Regions from separate parts of the Mus musculus genome. Here regions 1, 3, 4, 5 and 6 are each linked to region 2. A link is a contact called in public promoter capture Hi-C data. All regions are on one chromosome and are shown on one strand. Each heading gives the region's core, a stretch centred on a gene start, on an enhancer-like site or on the middle of the called end of the contact. The rest is flanking DNA. Distances are from core to core; before and after follow the strand shown. Region 1 holds the start of Rbks (ribokinase). Region 2 holds the start of Depdc5 (DEP domain containing 5). Region 3 holds the start of Gpn1 (GPN-loop GTPase 1). Region 4 holds the start of Rnf4 (ring finger protein 4). Region 5 holds the start of Nelfa (negative elongation factor complex member A, Whsc2). Region 6 holds the start of Mxd4 (Max dimerization protein 4).

Region 1 (2,700 bases), core at 32-2,531, 1.2 Mb after region 2:
GAGAAAAAAAAAAAAAAAGATGATTCTTTGGTACAATATGCAGGGATATGGATTAGAAACACACACCTCTCCTTTACATATGGCACCATTATAACTGATTCCAGAGAAGCAGGAAATTTTGGTGACCTGCCTCTCTTGAATGCTTGTTTTGCAATTTGTATTTCCTGATTTTGATGTATTGCAGACGGAAGATGCAAATATATAATTTTTATAAAAAAATCTGCTGCCGCAAGATAAGGTCACATGAGGTCTTTTAGTGGGCAGGCTGTCTGGGGAACACAAAGACGTATAAAGCACCATCTAGGCTCTCGCAATTAGGAGAGGATGACAAACACGGAAACATGTGCCCCCGTTGACGTCATGGAACGGAAAGGGGTGGCCTCCTGCTGCATCACGTCCACGTCATATGGCGCACGAGGGAAGTTACTGTGGGGGAGCAATTTCTCCACTGGGCAACATCAGGGAGGGGCGGGGAGAGCGAATTGGTTCCGATCCAAAGAATGTCCACCCATTCTGAGGAGAATCTAAAGGGATCCAACCCTTTCTCCCAAATTGTATGATGCCCTCATCAAGTGCAAAAAGAGGCGGGCTTCATCAGAAACCAGGACTGAACGAGATACGTGGAGAAAGAGAAGCCTCAGATCTTGGGGGCGGCTCTTGAGGGAATCCGCGTGCTGTGGGGCGAGCGGGGCATCTTTGGAACGCGGGCCTTCTCTTGAAGAGGCTAGCTCTCTGGCCATACTCAAACATGGCTCTCTGCGCCACCTGTGCGACTGAGATCCAACCTCCCCGCACCAGCCCGGGTCCAGGTACCTGGAACTTAAGTCCGATCAGTAACCGGCGACTAGACGGGGTACAGGTTACCCGAGCGCGCCCCCGACCGACGCACCGACCTGCGCGCGAACCGCGGGCCGGATGCGTGCGCGCTCCCCCGGACGTCCCGCCCTCTCCGGAGCCGGCCGGGCGTGCGCGTCCCCGCGCCGAGAAGCCGGAAGCTGAGGAAGGCGACCGGGTAGCGCCTGAAGGTTCCCGGGAGCTCTGGCCTAGTGCTTGGCGCGCTCTGTCATTCTCGCCGTGGCGGCCGGGCCCTGTGCTTGTGAGGCGGGGCAGGAACACCGGTCCCAGAGGGATCAGGACTAGCCAAAGGCCGGAGAGATTTCGGGCATTTGGGAGGGCGACCGGCACAGGCGGGTGGAACGCCCGCGTCGTTAAGGAGGACGGGGCGGCGTCCCTGGTTACGGGGTCAGGCAAAGGGCAAAGGGCAGCGTCAGGGTTGAGCAGGATTAGTAATGGCGGCGTGTGGGGAGCCCGGGAGGCCCTGGCAGGAGGAGGAGGCAGCAGCGGTGGTAGTGGTGGGTTCCTGCATGACCGACCTGGTCAGGTTAGTGCGGGGCCGCAGCGCAAGGTCTCGGGAGGGCGAGCCACACTGTGGATGCCCGGGCCTCGGATCGGTGGGCACCCACCATTGGAACTTTCCTGAAAGCTTCAGGTTTCCAAGCACGACTTCTGAGGTGAAAAGGCAGAATTCAAGTTTGTGGAGGTCAATGACAGAGGAAGGGACAGGGATGGGGGGTGGGGGGACTGAATGAAAGCTTTGATAGACACCCCCACCTACGGGCGCCCCCAAACACCTGCACCTGTTTCCTTGGCCAGGCTGCCCCATGACATTTTAACCTCTGAGAACATGATGTACCTACTTCACAGGGTTGAGAGCACAAGAAGTGTTTTGTCCACCAGACCCAACTGGGTATTACTGGATTGAACACGTGAAAGAAGGCACTGAGGCAAACACCTTTTCACTCATGTTGGCATTCCTGCAGTGTTCCATATTTACAGTTTACTTTTATGTGGAAATGTAACCATGGGCCAACCTTTGTGGTGAACCTAAGTGTGAATTCAAAATTTAAAACACACACACACACACACAAACATGACAATTACAGCCACTAAAAACCTGACCAAATAGTGCTAAATGAGAATAGTTGAGTTAGGTCAGAGAGGTTGTAGGGAAGATCCTTCTGCTTTGTCGTCTGTTTTTATGAAAACAGCTTTCCAAGCAGATAAGCAATATACATTGTAGAAAAAAAAATAGTTCAGGTATTCCAAAAAACTCAGGCCATATAATTCTGTTTATGTTAATAACCATATTTCCCAGCAACTTAGTGTCATCGGTCCCTAAACTATTTTTCCAAAAGATAGCAGAGAACTTTGAAATAAGGCCTTGGGGTAATCAAAACAACCAAACCCTTTCACCAAACTACCTATATCTACTTTAAAAACAGCTCCAGGGGCCTCATATATCTAACTTAATCTTGCTTAAAACATTATAAATTGTTATCAGATTCATCAAGATGGCTATGAGGTAAAGGTGCTTGACTAAAGCCTAATGCCCTTCAGTTCCTGGAGCCCAGTATGGTGGAAGGACACTACATATGTGATGCATGAGTGTGTACACAATAGATAGATAGATAGATAGATAGATAGATAGAATAAATAAGTCTATGCTTTCAAATTACCAAACACAACAGAAAAGATGGAATTAAAAAGGAGACTGGGGCCGGGCGTGGTGATGCACGCCTTTAATCCCAGCACTTGGGAGGCAGAGGCAGGCGGATTTCTGAGTTCCAGGCCAGCCTGGTCTACAAAGTAAGCTCCAGGACAGCCAGGGCTACACAGAGAAACCCTGTCTCGAAAAAAACA
Region 2 (2,700 bases), core at 199-2,698:
GAAGTAAAGAACATTAAAAAAAAAAAAAAAAAAAAAAAACCAGGAGGAAGGACTTGGATGCAGTCCATAGAGTCCTTTTCTAGTAAACTTGTGGCCAAGCACTCACTACACAGAAGAAAAACAAAAACAAAACAAACAAAAGCAGGAGGAAAATTAACTCAGGTGTGGTAGAGTATTTCCAGATACACAGGCAGGAGGATAATGGGTTCAAAGCCAGCTTGGGCTACACAATGAGTTCTAAATGAGCCTTGGAAACATGGTAAAACCTGGATTCAAAATACAACCCAACAAACTCTGAATGTGAAGAATGCTTTTCAAAAAGATCCTGTGCTCTCATTTCCAACCATCCCTGATCTCTGATACTGCTCCACTCTTACCTGTCCAGTCTCCCTTGTGATATGGGTAATTTTTAAGGCACATCATAACTTCAGCCAACTTACACAATCCCCAAATATCAATCAATACTGACCACTGCCCCCAAAGCCCTTCTTGTGGATGACAAGTTTGTAGACCTTTGTGGTTCTCATTTTGTCTTGTGATTTCTTCAGCTGTTCCAATCTTGGAGCAGGGAAGTCATCTTGCTTTCCTGCTACTGAAACACAAATAAAAACATCGAGGATGTCAGGCTTCCTAAATTTGCTCTTTAATTTTAGACCTTGAAGGTACTGGTGGTTGTTCGGCTGAAAGGCGTGCCAACCCTTGCATTATATCGCTCCTCCAATTACCAAGAGAGACAAACAAATAGAAGTGTGCTTTAAAAATTAAAGGGAACTTGGGCTCAGATCTCGTCCATCCTCTAAAGCTATTTTCTCTACCGCATACCTAAAAGGGAGGCTTGTGGTGAGAGGGGCACTACCTTGTTTTTGTCTGCATCAGGAACACCAAAATAGTACAGGGATATTCGAAGAGGTTAGTCCATCACATAAGTAGAGGAACGTCAAAACAAGGGATTCGCCCAAGGTCACTCGAACTGTTATGCACTCCCATGACTCGCGGTCCACTAACAATGTCCTGGGGAAAAGAGAACTGAGGAAGGCTGCGGTTTCCTTGCCGACCCCTCTACTGGTACCAACTCTCAGCGGACCGTCCTGCCTCCATTTCACCGCTGCGGTCCGGGAAGCTTGGTGAGAGAAAGACTGGTCCAAGGTCACACGGGGAACTGCAAGAAGAGTCGGGCCTCGAACCTGGCTCAGGGACCCTTCCTTCAAGCCCCTCAAGTCTCAGCCCGAGGTTGGCGCTCGACTCCCCCCCCCAACCCCCCCACTTCCAGAGCCCCTGCGCGCCTCAGGCCCGGCCCGAGGCCAGATTCCGGACAGATCTCCCCAGGACCTCCTCAGGATATCCCACCTGAGCCCCCACAGTTCGCGCAGCTTCCGCACCAGGGCTCTAGGAACCAGACAGACAGCACCACCGAAGAGCGCTCACCTGAGCCCGCGCCGCTCCCGAGGCTCCGCCCCGAGTCCCCGCCCCTCGCCAGTCCCTGCTCAGCCGGCTTGGCCGCTCTAGCCCAGCCTCCGCCTCGTCTCGGTGGCCGCGCCACTTCCTCCTCCGGGGCTGCGGGGAGGTGGGGGGGGCGGGGCGGGGGGGAGGCTGGGGGCGTGGCGTTGAGTCCGACTTCAAACCGAGTTCCCGTTGGCGTTTCCCGCCACCGTCTACAGGGCTGCCCGCTTTGCATGGAAAATTTGAAAATAGAGCCACAGCCAAGACCTTCGTTTCAGAAGAGCGAAGTGATTTCGTAATAGGAGAAACTCGAGAGAGTCGACTCTTACCTCGCGGAGCTGTTTCCATGTGTTTGACGAAGTTAATAACTAAACCTGGTCCAGAGGGCTATTGAGAAGTGCAAAAGTCTCTGCGGGTGGTGGCTCCCCCTCCTAATCCAGGTTCTGTAGAGACAAGAGTGCTGAACATTCCCTAGAGTTCTTGGGCTATGTAGCAAGAAAACGGGGGTGTGTATAATTCATGAGCGAGTTACTAACTTATTGAAAACTGTTAAATATAATTAAGAAGTACAAGTTAATGATAAGTACAAATGTAACATGTACAGAGACAAGCTTGGAAGGAGAAACCAATTTACATTACCCATTATATACTCTTTTGTTGTCAAAATTAAACCTAATGTACATAAGTCAAAACAAGTGTACAGTAAACTTAAAGTTTGTTTGATTAAAAAAAATATTCAAAACATTGAATGCCCGAGTACAATGGGTTAAATCTACAATAGGCTCGCATGGCAGAAGGCCCAGTAGTTTCCTTAGATGGGGCATAAATCATCCAACCAGAGTAAATTGCGTGGTGGCACACGCCTTTAATCCCAGCACTCAGGAGGCAGAGGCAGGCGGATTTCTGAGTTCGAGGACAGCCTGGTCTACAAAGTGAGTTCCAGAACAGCCAGGGCTACACAGAGAAACCCTATCTCAGAAAACCAAAAAAAAAAAAAAAAAAAAAAAAAACCAAAAAAACAAAAACAAAACAAAACTGTAAGTTGTGTGTTAGCCTCATTACAGAGTAAGGATTCATGGGAAGAAGAACCTGCTAGAAGGCCTGACCTGTTCCCACCTTGTAGGCCAAAACAAACAAACAAAGCCAAAAACCTCCTTATCTAAAGATGAATTATTCCTCATGTCTCAAAAAATGGAGGTGGGAAAGGTAGATTCTCTTGTCCATTGGAGGATCTCAGAGTCTGCACCACATCCTAAATGA
Region 3 (2,836 bases), core at 180-2,679, 1.4 Mb after region 2:
ATCCAAGAGCCCTGTTAGTGGATCACAGACACTTTGATAACAAATCTACCCCCACGCCCACCTTTTCTTTTCCAAACGAGGTCTGGCTATGCAAGTCGGACTGACTCTGAACTCTAAATATTCTGCCTCAGGCTCCCTTGGATCACACCAATACTTAAATCTTTTTGATAGTCTCAATCAGAAAGCTCTCCTCAGAACAGTGCATATTCTTACACACACACCCCACACACACAACTTTGGAAATGGAAGGAACCTGCCTATAAAGTGAATTACAGCAAATCTTATAAACTCTGACAAAAGAAACCAAAGGATTCACGTGTCAGGTGACAGCCCGACCTAATGTCATGTCTCATTCTCAAACCAATTCAACGGTTTCACACACCGAGGGCATGAGAGAGAGGTGAGCGGGGATAGTGCATAAGAGGGATAAATCTGCATAAGCAAGAAGCCTGTTCCGGAACTCAGGCAAATCCACAGAAAAGAAAAGTACATAGTTAGCTAGCTTAGAAAGAAAAGACAAGAAAAGGAAATCAAGCAAGCAGGCAGGCAGGCACTCACCAATATTGGCGGGAAAGGGGACTTCATGCACAGCTGGGTCCAGGTTGATTACATACGGTGGACAGCCTTTGTTGTGCAGGTGTCCTGTGAGCCTCTGCAAAAACAAGGAGCCAGGGTTGGAGGGTGATGACCAAAGGATAGGAACGGGCCCCGAGAATTCCCATCCCTTTACTGACCATGCTTATAAAATCTGTAACAATCTCCTTCTTCCCTCAGCGTGTTCAACACTGAAGAGTTTAAAAAGCCATCTAGTTCCAGTACCTGTCTCCCTATTCTCCGTCACGGCTTCGCTAACTCTGCCCCTCCAAGGGTTTTCTTCCTCTGTCTCCTCCACTAAAACACTCACTCCGTGAAAGCAAGAACCCTGTCGATCTCATTGCCGCTGTACTCTCAGAGCTTAGAACGTGGTAGGTCGAACGAAGTGATTCTTTCACAACTCTTCACGCAAACCAGAGTAGTAGACGTTACACTCCCCTACTCTTTAGGCCCGGGCCTTCGGAAAGCTGCCAATTCGCAGCAAGACAAGTTCAGCTGTACCAAGTGTGCATTAAGGTTGCCCAGGAGCCGGCCTCAAGTGACCCAGGCTAGGGTTCGAGGCTTCGGGAAGGAAAGGAGTCAGAGGACAGCTCGAGAAAACCACGCGCCCGGACCCGCAGATTCCCCAGACAACTTCCTCCCTTCTTCCCGGGCCTGAGGCGCCACTACCGCTTCTGCACGGTGCACGTCACCTGTACAAAGGTAGTTTTCCCGGATCCCGCCATTCCCAACACCAACAGACACACGGGGGGCTGAGGAGCCCGGGAAGCCTGGGGTTCGGATGGAGCCACGGGCGCCGCCATCTTTCCTCAGCCACGCCCACCACTCAGGGATCGCCCGGCGGCCTGCGGGCTCTCTGAATTCCGGGCTGCGATTGGTAGGAAAATCCGTCCTCTTGCGTACAGGGCTACGATTGGTCGAACGATCCGGCCTCTCTGAGTTTAGGGTTGCGATTGGCCAGACTATCCAAACCGCTCGAACCTACTGCAGTGGGTGCCTGACCGGCTTTTGGCATCTGACTTGCAGGGGTCACTTTGATGCTATAGTGGCTTTGCACAAGTGAGGGGTAGTGTAGGGAACCAGGAAGGGTTGACAGGAGTGAGATAGGACCCGGAAAGGGTTAAGCTCGTGTCCCCAAGGGAGTAATGAGGTGGGATTCCCAAGCCAGGATCTGTCAGGATCCTATAACAAAGGTGTTGCTCTACCTTTTATTTTATTGTCTAAGAAGAAGAAGAAAAAAATTAAACGTCATTATGTTCTAGAAAATATTAGGTAAAAATTAGCGTAACACTTGAAAGATAGCATGAATACTGTACTTTAACAGAGGAAGATACATTTTCTGGCAATCATTGCCTAATGCAAAGGGGACTAAAGAACCTTACAGCGTTTGTGGCTGAAGTGTGGCTGAATAATTAATACCGGAAGATATGGGTAGAGGAAGGGAGACGAACCTCATGAGGGAAAGCCCTGTATGACAGAGACTGTGACCAATGTCTTATTTGCTCATCTGTATGGCTATTTGTCCAAGGGAAGAAGAAAAGATGGTGAACCAAAGGCTCAAGGGAACCAGAAAACTCCTAAAAAGTCCCCTTTAAGAGTGAGGTAAAGGGCTAGGAGTCAAGGGTGGCCCTGGGTTTTGTTGACATTCTTGGAAAGTGGATAAAACTCTTTTTTTTTTTTTTAAGATTTATTTATTTATTATATGTAAGTACACTGTAGCTGTCTTCCGACACTCCAGAAGAGGGAGTCAGATCTCATTATGGGTGGTTGTGAGCCACCATGTGGTTGCTGGGATTTGAACTCCGGACTTTCGGAAGAGTAGTCGGGTGCTTTTACCCGCTGAGCCATCTCACCAGCCCCCGTGGATAAAACTCTTAAAGAACAAAAAGTTTGTATATATCTATACATAGATATCTCATTTTATTATGACATGTGCAGGCTGTGGAGAGGGCTCAGTTAGTAAGGTGCTTGCTGCACAAACTTAAGGGCCAGAATTCAGACCCCTGCCCTCACATAAAAGCCCAGGCATTGTGGATTGTGCCTATAATCCCAGTGCTAGGGAGCTAGAGATGGGAGAATCCCTGGAGCTCAGTGGCCAGCTAGCTTAGCCAAATTAATGAGCTCCAGGATCAGTGAGCAACGTACCATACCAAATGGATAGTGATTCTCCTTTCCTGACTCAGGCCCTCTCTGGGCACCACTGTCTGGCTTGTGTTACTTTCTGGCAGGGATTCAGGTAACA
Region 4 (2,776 bases), core at 12-2,511, 1.5 Mb before region 2:
TTTCTCCAACCATTAAAAAGAAAAAGCACCAGGTGTGTGTGGGGTCTGGGCTGGAGAGAGGTTCCCTCTCACCATTGTCAGGAACAAGAGTCAATCTGCAGGCTGAAAGACCTCAGACTACCTCAGCCTTTGTGAACCTCGGGCTCCCCCAATTACTTGGGCAACCTAAACTAAACGGCAGACCGAAAAACTGAAGCTTAAAACGCCCAGGGGTAAAGTTTAAAAAAACAAAAAGCAGGAACGCCCATATCTGGACTCCTCCCCCGCCCTAATCAAAATGTGGACAATGGCGTCCACTGCGAACAATGTTAAAGGTTAAGTTTCCTATCCCTGTGTACAGATGTGGCCCTGAGGGAAGGGCCCGAGCAGGCACCGGGCTAAGGATGGAGGTCGCAATCGCCCGCTTGACTAACCATAGATAGAACCAAAAGTGGCTCCTGGAAGCCCAAACCCCATTCAGCTCCAAAGCCCGCAAGCGTCCTCGGCACTCTCGCAACTTAGATACGGCCCGCCACGCGGCCCGGGTGCCCCAGCAAACTCGCAGGCCTCCGGAAGGCGGGGCGGCGACGCGACCACACAAAGGCTGCGTCATCAGCAAGGAACAAAAACCTCGCTCAGGTTCTCTGCAATCCGCCCGCCCGGCCCCGAGAGTGACCTTGGGCGACCCCCAACCCTCGCCGAGCCTCAGTTTCCCTTCCTACTTGGCGAAAGAGGTTCTCCGGCCAGGCCGCGGGTTGGCGAGCGGATACCCCCACACAAGACATTTCCCTACTTCCGACGACGGCGCCGCTCCATGTTCCGACAACCGCGTGCTCTCCGGGAAAGAGGCGGCAGAGGGCCCAAGCCGGAGAAGCGCGGTTCTGCGAGAGGCGGGCGGCCACCAACCCCAGTGCGGGCCGAGAGGCCGCCCGCGCTCCACGCCCGCACCGCCCTGCCCCGCCGCTTCCATGCTGCGGAGCCCAGCCTTACTTGGAGCTGGGGTTTGCTGCCAGACGCCTCGGCTGATGAGCTCGGGCAAGGACGTACCGACTCCAGCCGCCGCTGAGGAGACCCGTTCAAGCAAGCCTCCACCGCCTCACGAAGACCCACTTCCGCTCGTCCGGCACCGGCCCGCCCTTCTCAGCCCTTATTGGCCTCTCCCGCCTTTTCTCCCGTGCTCTACCGGTTTAGGAGGATAAATTGCAATTTTATTGGGTGAGAAAACCATCTATTACCACTTTGAAATACACCTTCTTCCGGTCACGCCCCCCGCCTGCTTGCGGGAGCTTCCACTTCCCGCGAGAGTGCCGCCAGTCGCGCTCCTCCCACGAGAACTTGGCGGTGTCGTTGCTGAGGCGCGTCGCGAGCTTGCCCGCTGGGTGTTTGACTTTTCGTTTGGCTTCTGACCTGGTATACGGTGGCCCTTACGGCTGCATCTAGCCCTAAACCATAATCCGTACCCTTCTCCGTCTCCTCGGTCGTTAATGAGGCGTACCAGAGACTCGCCCAAGGCCCCAATTTTCTGCTGATCCACAGGCAACCAGGCCGGGATTCGCACCATAAGTGCCAGGCTCTTAGGCATGTCGGTCCCCGGACTCTCCCTCGCAGGAATCCCATCATCTGGACAGGGGGCTCACCTATACGTTTGGGAGGCCTACCTGGAGGAAGCTTGAGGACTAGACGAAAGAGAACGTCCAGTTAGACATTGTGTGTGCTAAAGGCGGGGGAAGGTAGAGCTGGGCATGCCCAGGAGTCTGCGGGTTAGCTGCCCAAGTGTGTCGGGGCAGAGGCGAGAAAGGCAGGACTCAGAACACAAGTCCCATGGAATGCAAAGAACGGCCTCGGGCAAGACCAGGGCCTGGAATTGGGTCTTAGGACATCTCATGTTACAGAATCTCTCTTACCTGAATCTGAAAACCAGTATAATAACTTTAGGCAAGTCTCAGTCCATTCACACCTATTACAGGTTATCCATTTTACCTACTTCTGCCGGTTAATAAGAATGTGAGTGCTAACAGGTAATACAAGTCCTGCTGCTCCTGGGCTAGGTGGAGGGATGGGTTTAGCAACTGGAAAATGATCTATCCATAGATAAATAGCAACTAGAAAGAAATAGATGAGGACCCTCAGACTACTTGAGCAGATGATTTGAAGGTTATCCTAAATGTGGTTGAATTGCTTCTGTGGGGATATAGATCCTGGAAGATTGATTAACATGGCGAAGCAGATCAAAACCCGACCGTTAATATTTTCCATATTACAATCTCTGACGTTTTATGGAATTATAAGAGAACTTAGGATAAAGTGTGTATGATAAATACATACCTGACTCCAGTGTAAAATGTGTTTTGATGTTTTGGGCATGCTTTCCAAATGTTATAAATAGGAATAAAGAGAACTTACATTTGTAAGAAAAATGTAGGTATTTCTTATAATTTTTTGAATACTTAAATCAGGTGAGACCAAAACAGGAATATATACCCTTATAGGTTAAAGGTTCTGTTTGCAGTTAAACAGTTAAATATTTCTTGCCAGGAAGTAGTGGCCCACACCTTTAATCCCAGCAGAGATTAAACTCAGGAGGCAGAGGCAGGCAGATCTCTAAGTCTGAGGCTAGCCTGATAGGCTAGTTCCAGGACAGTCAAGGCTATACAGAAACACTGACTCAAAAAACACCAAAAAAAGCGAGCAGTGGTGGCGCCTTTAATCCCAGCACTCAGGAGGCAGAGGCAGACAGATTTCTGAGTTCCAGGCCAGCCTGGTCTACAAAGTGAGTTCCAGGACAGCCAGGGCTATA
Region 5 (2,858 bases), core at 279-2,778, 1.1 Mb before region 2:
TTTGTTAGTAGCGGTGCTCAAAGAAGAAACTAGATTCAGGGATCTCTCTCTCTCTCCTCCTCCTCTATCCTTCCTTCTCTATCTAATGATAGAGGGTGAAATGGATGGGAGGATGAAGGGTGGGAAAAAGAACCCACAAAGTAGCAAAAACCTACTTCAAGGATGAGCAACATTTTTTTTTTCCAAGACAGGGTTTCTCTGTGTAGCCCTGGATGTCCTGGAATTCACTCTGTAGACCCGGCTGGCCTCGAACTCAGAAATCCACCTACCTCTTCATCCCAAGTGCTGGGATTAAAGGTGTGTGCCACCACCACCAGGCAAGTCTGAGTAACTTAAAGTGTCAGGAAAGACCACTCCACTACAGCTGTCACCAAATGCTGGATACCTGAGGCTCCCAGTCCCTTGAATCAGGCAATTCCACAGTCTCTTCTGTCAATAGTTGTTAATATAACCATGGGAAGTGGCCTAGTGAGTCTTATGCCTTTCCAAGTTTCCTCAGGCTTGTACATTTAATTACCATGCTAAGTCTTAAGAGCTGCTCTCCCCTCTTCATGAAATATTTCAATTAGGAGAAAACAATTTACATTTAGTTATATATTTTCATTCTGTGGCTCAAAATGGACTCAAACCCTCCTATCTGAGCTCAAATTCCAGGAATTACAGACATGAACCACCACTCCCAGGATACTTAGTGTTTTAAGAGATTCGTTTCACTATTTTGCACAGGATGGCCTCTACCTCCTCGGCCCAACCGATCCTTTTCAATCTCCTAAATATCTGTGACCAGAGTCGTGCCCTACTGCCACTTTTGCTGACACTGCCTTGTGAGTGGCCTAGGGCTTTAATCCCAGTACTTGGGAGGCAGAGGTAAGTGGATCTCGGAATTTGAGGCCAGCTTGGTCTACAGAGTGAGTTCGAAGGATGGACAGAACTACACTGTCAAGTTCTGATAAAGAGAGACACTACAGGGTGAATTTAGGCTTCTCAGCAGCTGTGGAGGATCAGCCTTTGAAAGACCGTACTCTGAACTACTTTGCAATTGCCCTGATGATTAACCACAGCCATCGCGACCACATAACCATGGGAAATGGCCTAGTGACATCCCCGACACGGAACGGACCTGTATGCGGACCTGAGGCAGCACTGTATGCAGGACGGGCAAGGGCCATTCAAGACTGTCTGTGGAGAACGAGCCCAGCGCGCTCTCCGGACTCCTTCCAATGAGCCGCACACCGGGAAACCAAACTGTTGCGCCTCACTGCGGTACTCTGAGCGGAACATCTCGACGACACACGGATGCGACTCAAATGGCTACGGCATTGCCCGGCGCCCTAGTAGGTGCCGCCATCATGCGTTACGGAAACCCAGAGTTCTTTTCGCGGAGACTCACCGCCCACTCCCTGTTCTTGCGCCTCGGCTCGAAGCCTCCAGAAGGCGGGGCCATTTGCAGTTGCACTCGAGACCCCGCCCCGCGCCAACGGGTGCCGCCATGTTGGGGGTCCTCGCCGGGGACACGTAGGCGTCCGCGTAAGATGCCGGCCGACGCGCGCTGCCGCCGCCAAGATGGCTTCCATGAGGGAGAGTGACACCGGCCTGTGGCTGCACAACAAGCTGGGCGCCACGGACGAGCTGTGGGCGCCACCCAGCATCGCGTCCCTGCTCACCGCCGCGGTCATCGATAACATCCGCCTCTGCTTCCACCGCCTCTCCTCGGCCGTGAAGCTCAAGCTACTGCTCGGGACGCTGCATCTCCCGCGCCGCACCGTGGACGAGGTGAGGACGCGGGCCAGCCTCTCTCCGGCCGGAGCACCGCTCCTGCCTCCCGCCGGCTCCGGCGCCGCACCTTGCCCTTCTCCCGCCGGCCGCGCGCAGCTCCGTTTTGGCGCCGTTAGCCCCTACACCTTAGTACTTCCAGCCGCTGGGCGCTGTCGCGTTCGGGGGTCGTGGGGCCATGGCCACAACAGCCAGGCCCGCCCCTTCCGCAGTGCTGGATGCTTCAGCTCCGAAGCTACTCTTGGTTCGGGGCTGTTAGTGCAACTTTCCATGTGACTGCTGACCTTAATTTTGTTGCTTTTGCCTTACCAAATATCAGTCGGCTTGCGTTCATCTCTATTCTGTGGCGTTTTGTTTTGTTTTTGTTTTTTGAGACAGGGTTTCTCTGTATAGCTCTGGCTGTCCTGGAACTCACATTGTAGACCAGGCTGGCCTTGAACTCAGAAATCCGCCTGCCTCTGCCTCCTGGGATTAAAGGCGTGCGCCACCACGCCCGGCTATTCTGTGGCTTCTTTTCAGTGTACTCTTGTTCCACATTGCATCTCTCTAACTTATACTATGCTTTGCAAATACATACGCAAATAATATATGTATAGTTTCACTGTGTAGCCCAGGTTGATCTCATACTTGGTATCCTCCAGTCTCAATCTCTGGAGGTCTGGGCCACTACATCTGATAGCAGCTAAAAACACCGAGTTACCTTAGTTTTTAAACATTTCCAGTTATTGTATTATTTTTATATCATTAATTTTTATTGCTGCACTATACCATATACACAAAACTGCATATTTATTCGGTTTAAAAAATACTGAGAGCTAGCTAAATGACTCCTGTTATCTCCACACATGAAAACAAGGCTGGTCCCTCCAAAGCACCTCCATTCCTCTTTCCTGCAGGAGGCTTTTTTTTTTTTTTTTTGGTTTTATTTTGGCAGGGTTATCAATCGTGTGTGCATTCCTAGCACACACGAGTATTTGGGGTTTGCCTCATTTGAATTTAATACGGCAACAGGTTTCCACGTTATATTCATTTTCCGTGTGGTGTGGGTGTGTCTTCTGTTGGTAAACACCTGGACAGATTCATCC
Region 6 (2,700 bases), core at 151-2,650, 1.3 Mb before region 2:
TCAGAGCACCTGTTATTCTTAATCCTGCCCCACAGGTCAGACATCTGTGGCTCACACCCAGGCTGGGAGGGAGGTGGTTCTGGTTTCCACATTCCCAGATTGTTAACAGCTCTGGGTGTGGGAGCAGTAATCTCCATCTTTCTATTTCAAGGGGACACTGCAAGTTTCCTTATCTGCATATTGGGCATATGGAGAGCCACAAGGAAGTGTGCACAATGCATCCACCTTGGTCCTAAAGTAAATTCAATGCTAATAATCTTTGTTGTTTGCTACAGTACCTTCCTTCCATTTTAAGAGCTGCTATCTAGCCACCTTATTTCCCACAGAACTCTCCAGCCTGCTATTTTGTCCTCAACCTAATAACAGAGAGAGGATCAAGGGGTGGGAGAGGATGGATACAGAGGATGGTGTTAGGGCATCTTGAGCTGTCTGTCCCCCATGCATCTATAGGCCAGCATGAGGGCCTCGGGTCATTAGGGCCAGGAGTTTGCTGAAGAGTTCACCCTCTTGTCACCATAGCCTGGCTCTTGGCACGGCTCTACCCTCAGACCAAGCACCGCAAACAGACACTCACGGATCCCTCTTGCTCAGTAGTGTCAGTAGCTCTTGGTGCCTCTCCCTTAACCCTGGTGGCCTTCCTTTTTACTCCTGATGGCTGATCCTGCCTACTTTGGGTCTGACATCTGAGAGGCTTTTAGATTCCAATGGTCTGCGTCCCTGTCTCCAAGTTTTAGCCTTCCCTGAAGCCAATATTCCTGCCAGAGACAGGTGTCCTTTGCTGTTCTTTAGCGAGATCCCAGCGCCCGCCCCTATCAGGCCCCAAGCCTGGTCCTCCACCGAGACTATGGTACCAACTGACTCCGGGCAACAGGTCGTTGCGCACGACATGCATGGGCACGACAAAGCGCCAGGGCGCGTGTCCGCAGCGCATCCTGCCTGGTGTCTCCCGAGACACGGTCCACGTCCTCCTGGCCCCCGCGTAGGCCGGGCAGCAGTCCCACCACACAGTGCTTCCTCTCGGCAACCGGTCCTGCCCGGGCGTCCTCATTGGCCCCACGCCCTGTCACTGGCCATTGGTCCGCGGACTCAATTTACATAGACCGTTCTGGCCCAATCGGCGTGCAATGCCTACTTAACATGCACGATGGCCGCCAGTCAGCGAGCACTGGGGCTGGGCCACCACGTGCTGTTGCTAAGCTTGGGCTTCTAAATTGTTACTACTGGAGCCAGCCTATCCTAGCCAAGCTTCGCATCTGTCAACATTCTCAGCTCTGCCCGAGGCGTTCGGCCAGTCCCTATTGGGCAAGGCTAGACAAGAACCCGCCCCCTAAGCCGGAGCGCCCACACCTATTGGCTGCGTCGACTGCTGCTCGACTTATGTGTCAATTTGAGGGCCTGAGGCAGAGGGTGGCGGCCCAGCGCTGGAGTCCGCGAGTCGGGCTGGTGTGCCGCCAGGCGCGGGGCGTGCGGCGAGCAGAGCCGGCAGGAGCGCGCCGGGCAGCCGCCGCCGCCGCCGTCCCGTGCGCGGGCGGCAGGATGGAGCTGAACTCTCTGCTGCTGCTGTTGGAGGCGGCCGAGTACCTGGAGCGTAGGGACCGAGGTAGCCCGCGCCCCTTTGTGCCAGGGTGGGCGGGCGGCGGGCGGGCGCAGGGGGCCGCTGACCGCACCGTCTGTCCCGCAGAGGCCGAGCACGGCTACGCCTCCGTGCTGCCCTTCGACGGCGACTTCGCAAGGAAGAAAACAAAGACGGCCGGCCTGGTGCGCAAGGCCCCGAACAACAGGTACCGCCCCCAACCCCCACCTCCCACCCCCGCGCGCTGTGCCAAGCCAGCTCGGGTCGGCCCCACCCGAGTGTCCCCGTCCTCTCTGCGTCCCCAGTACAGTCCTGCGCGCACCCGGGCGGCCGGCCTGGAGGAGGTGCCGGCCCCGCCCGCGCGTCGCCATCTTCCCGCGGCCGCGCCTCCCCGCCGCCGTAAACAGTGCCACGCGTACAGCGGCCGCGCTCGCCGAGGGCCGTTCTGGACTTTTCCAGACCGGAGAGGAGTTGTCAGTTGGTGCCGACCGCTACTCCCTAGTTTGGGCCTAATTGGGGACTCCTCCCTCCCTTGCACTTCTCGGAGCTGGCTTTGCTCTTAGACCCAGCACCTTATCCCCAGGAGCCTGGACAGAGACCTCTCTCTGGCTACTTAAGCGTCCTGCGCAGCTTATTGACAAGGAAACTCCAACCACAAGCATAGGGCTGGCTTTGTCGCGAAGAGCTGCAGGGAGCTATTTCTCTCAAAAGTTCCAGGGCTCAACTACACTGTTTGCCTTGGCCTTGTGTTTGGAGGAAGCCCTGAAGCTGAGGTTTAGGTATGGCTAGGACTGCTAAAGGTTCCACCTTCCTGGCTGCAGTGGGATCCAGGGCACACCTGACACTGTCTAGGGGCTAACTTTGGCCCAGCTACTCCTGTGTGGTCAGTCTGAGAGCTTCCTTAGCAGGCTGGGGGCTTCAGGGCCCCTTGGCAGAGGGTGCGGCTCATTCCTGTGGCCTGTCTGTTCTTGGGAAACAGAGAGGCTGGCACAAGGACCCATTTCTGTGGTGTCCTAGGCCTGGCAAAGAACAGGTTGAATTACCAACGGCCTGAGTCCCAGCCCCTGGTCTCTTGCTTTGAACAGTTTGCAGAAGGACTTAAGTGTGTTGGAGGCCTCACTGCCCCA

Evidence for each region. Promoter capture Hi-C pulls out the DNA fragments that hold promoters and counts their contacts.
Region 1: a contact with region 2 is called in a promoter capture Hi-C map of pre-B cells, with 6 times the contacts expected there. The contact joins the promoter of Rbks here to the promoter of Depdc5 in region 2. A contact is called at or near these places in 5 of 39 promoter capture datasets (cranial neural crest, hippocampal neurons, liver and 1 more), 1 of 484 Hi-C or Micro-C datasets (CD8 T cells), 5 of 115 datasets of contacts at active chromatin or transcription factors (astrocytes, cardiomyocytes, extraembryonic endoderm stem cells and 2 more) and 1 of 9 other capture datasets (liver).
Region 3: a promoter capture Hi-C map of pre-B cells shows a contact between it and region 2, with 2.7 times the contacts expected there. The contact joins the promoter of Gpn1 here to the promoter of Depdc5 in region 2. A contact is called at or near these places in 13 of 39 promoter capture datasets (the 3T3-L1 cell line, 3T3-L1-derived adipocytes, cranial neural crest and 8 more), 1 of 484 Hi-C or Micro-C datasets (B cells) and 7 of 115 datasets of contacts at active chromatin or transcription factors (astrocytes, differentiating embryonic stem cells, embryonic forebrain and 4 more).
Region 4: a contact with region 2 is called in a promoter capture Hi-C map of liver, with 4 times the contacts expected there. The contact joins the promoter of Rnf4 here to the promoter of Depdc5 in region 2. A contact is called at or near these places in 4 of 39 promoter capture datasets (hematopoietic stem and progenitor cells, liver and pre-B cells) and 1 of 9 other capture datasets (liver).
Region 5: a promoter capture Hi-C map of liver shows a contact between it and region 2, with 3 times the contacts expected there. The contact joins the promoter of Nelfa here to the promoter of Depdc5 in region 2. A contact is called at or near these places in 2 of 39 promoter capture datasets (hippocampal neurons and liver) and 1 of 9 other capture datasets (liver).
Region 6: a contact with region 2 is called in a promoter capture Hi-C map of pre-B cells, with 2.3 times the contacts expected there. The contact joins the promoter of Mxd4 here to the promoter of Depdc5 in region 2. A contact is called at or near these places in 3 of 39 promoter capture datasets (liver and pre-B cells), 1 of 115 datasets of contacts at active chromatin or transcription factors (pancreatic cancer cells) and 1 of 9 other capture datasets (liver).

Annotation. Positions count from the first base shown.
Region 1 is chr5:31,696,191-31,698,890 of GRCm38.p6, reverse strand. Rbks (ribokinase) reads left to right here and starts at 1,281. Exons shown (of 8, transcript NM_153196.1): 1 at 1,281-1,381. The coding sequence starts at 1,290. It overlaps Babam2 (BRISC and BRCA1 A complex member 2), which reads right to left and starts at 841. Exons shown (of 12, transcript NM_144541.1): 1 at 814-841.
Region 2 is chr5:32,862,469-32,865,168 of GRCm38.p6, reverse strand. Depdc5 (DEP domain containing 5) reads right to left here and starts at 1,448. Exons shown (of 43, transcript NM_001170567.1): 1 at 1,348-1,448; 2 at 470-592. The coding sequence starts at 527.
Region 3 is chr5:31,493,334-31,496,169 of GRCm38.p6, reverse strand. Gpn1 (GPN-loop GTPase 1) reads right to left here and starts at 1,429. Exons shown (of 14, transcript NM_133756.5): 1 at 1,287-1,429; 2 at 559-652. The coding sequence starts at 1,397.
Region 4 is chr5:34,334,735-34,337,510 of GRCm38.p6, reverse strand. Rnf4 (ring finger protein 4) reads right to left here and starts at 1,261. Exons shown (of 8, transcript NM_011278.5): 1 at 970-1,261. It also overlaps A830049F12Rik.
Region 5 is chr5:33,934,941-33,937,798 of GRCm38.p6, reverse strand. Nelfa (negative elongation factor complex member A, Whsc2) reads left to right here and starts at 1,528. Exons shown (of 11, transcript NM_011914.3): 1 at 1,528-1,773. The coding sequence starts at 1,564.
Region 6 is chr5:34,186,410-34,189,109 of GRCm38.p6, reverse strand. Mxd4 (Max dimerization protein 4) reads left to right here and starts at 1,400. Exons shown (of 6, transcript NM_010753.2): 1 at 1,400-1,600; 2 at 1,682-1,781. The coding sequence starts at 1,537.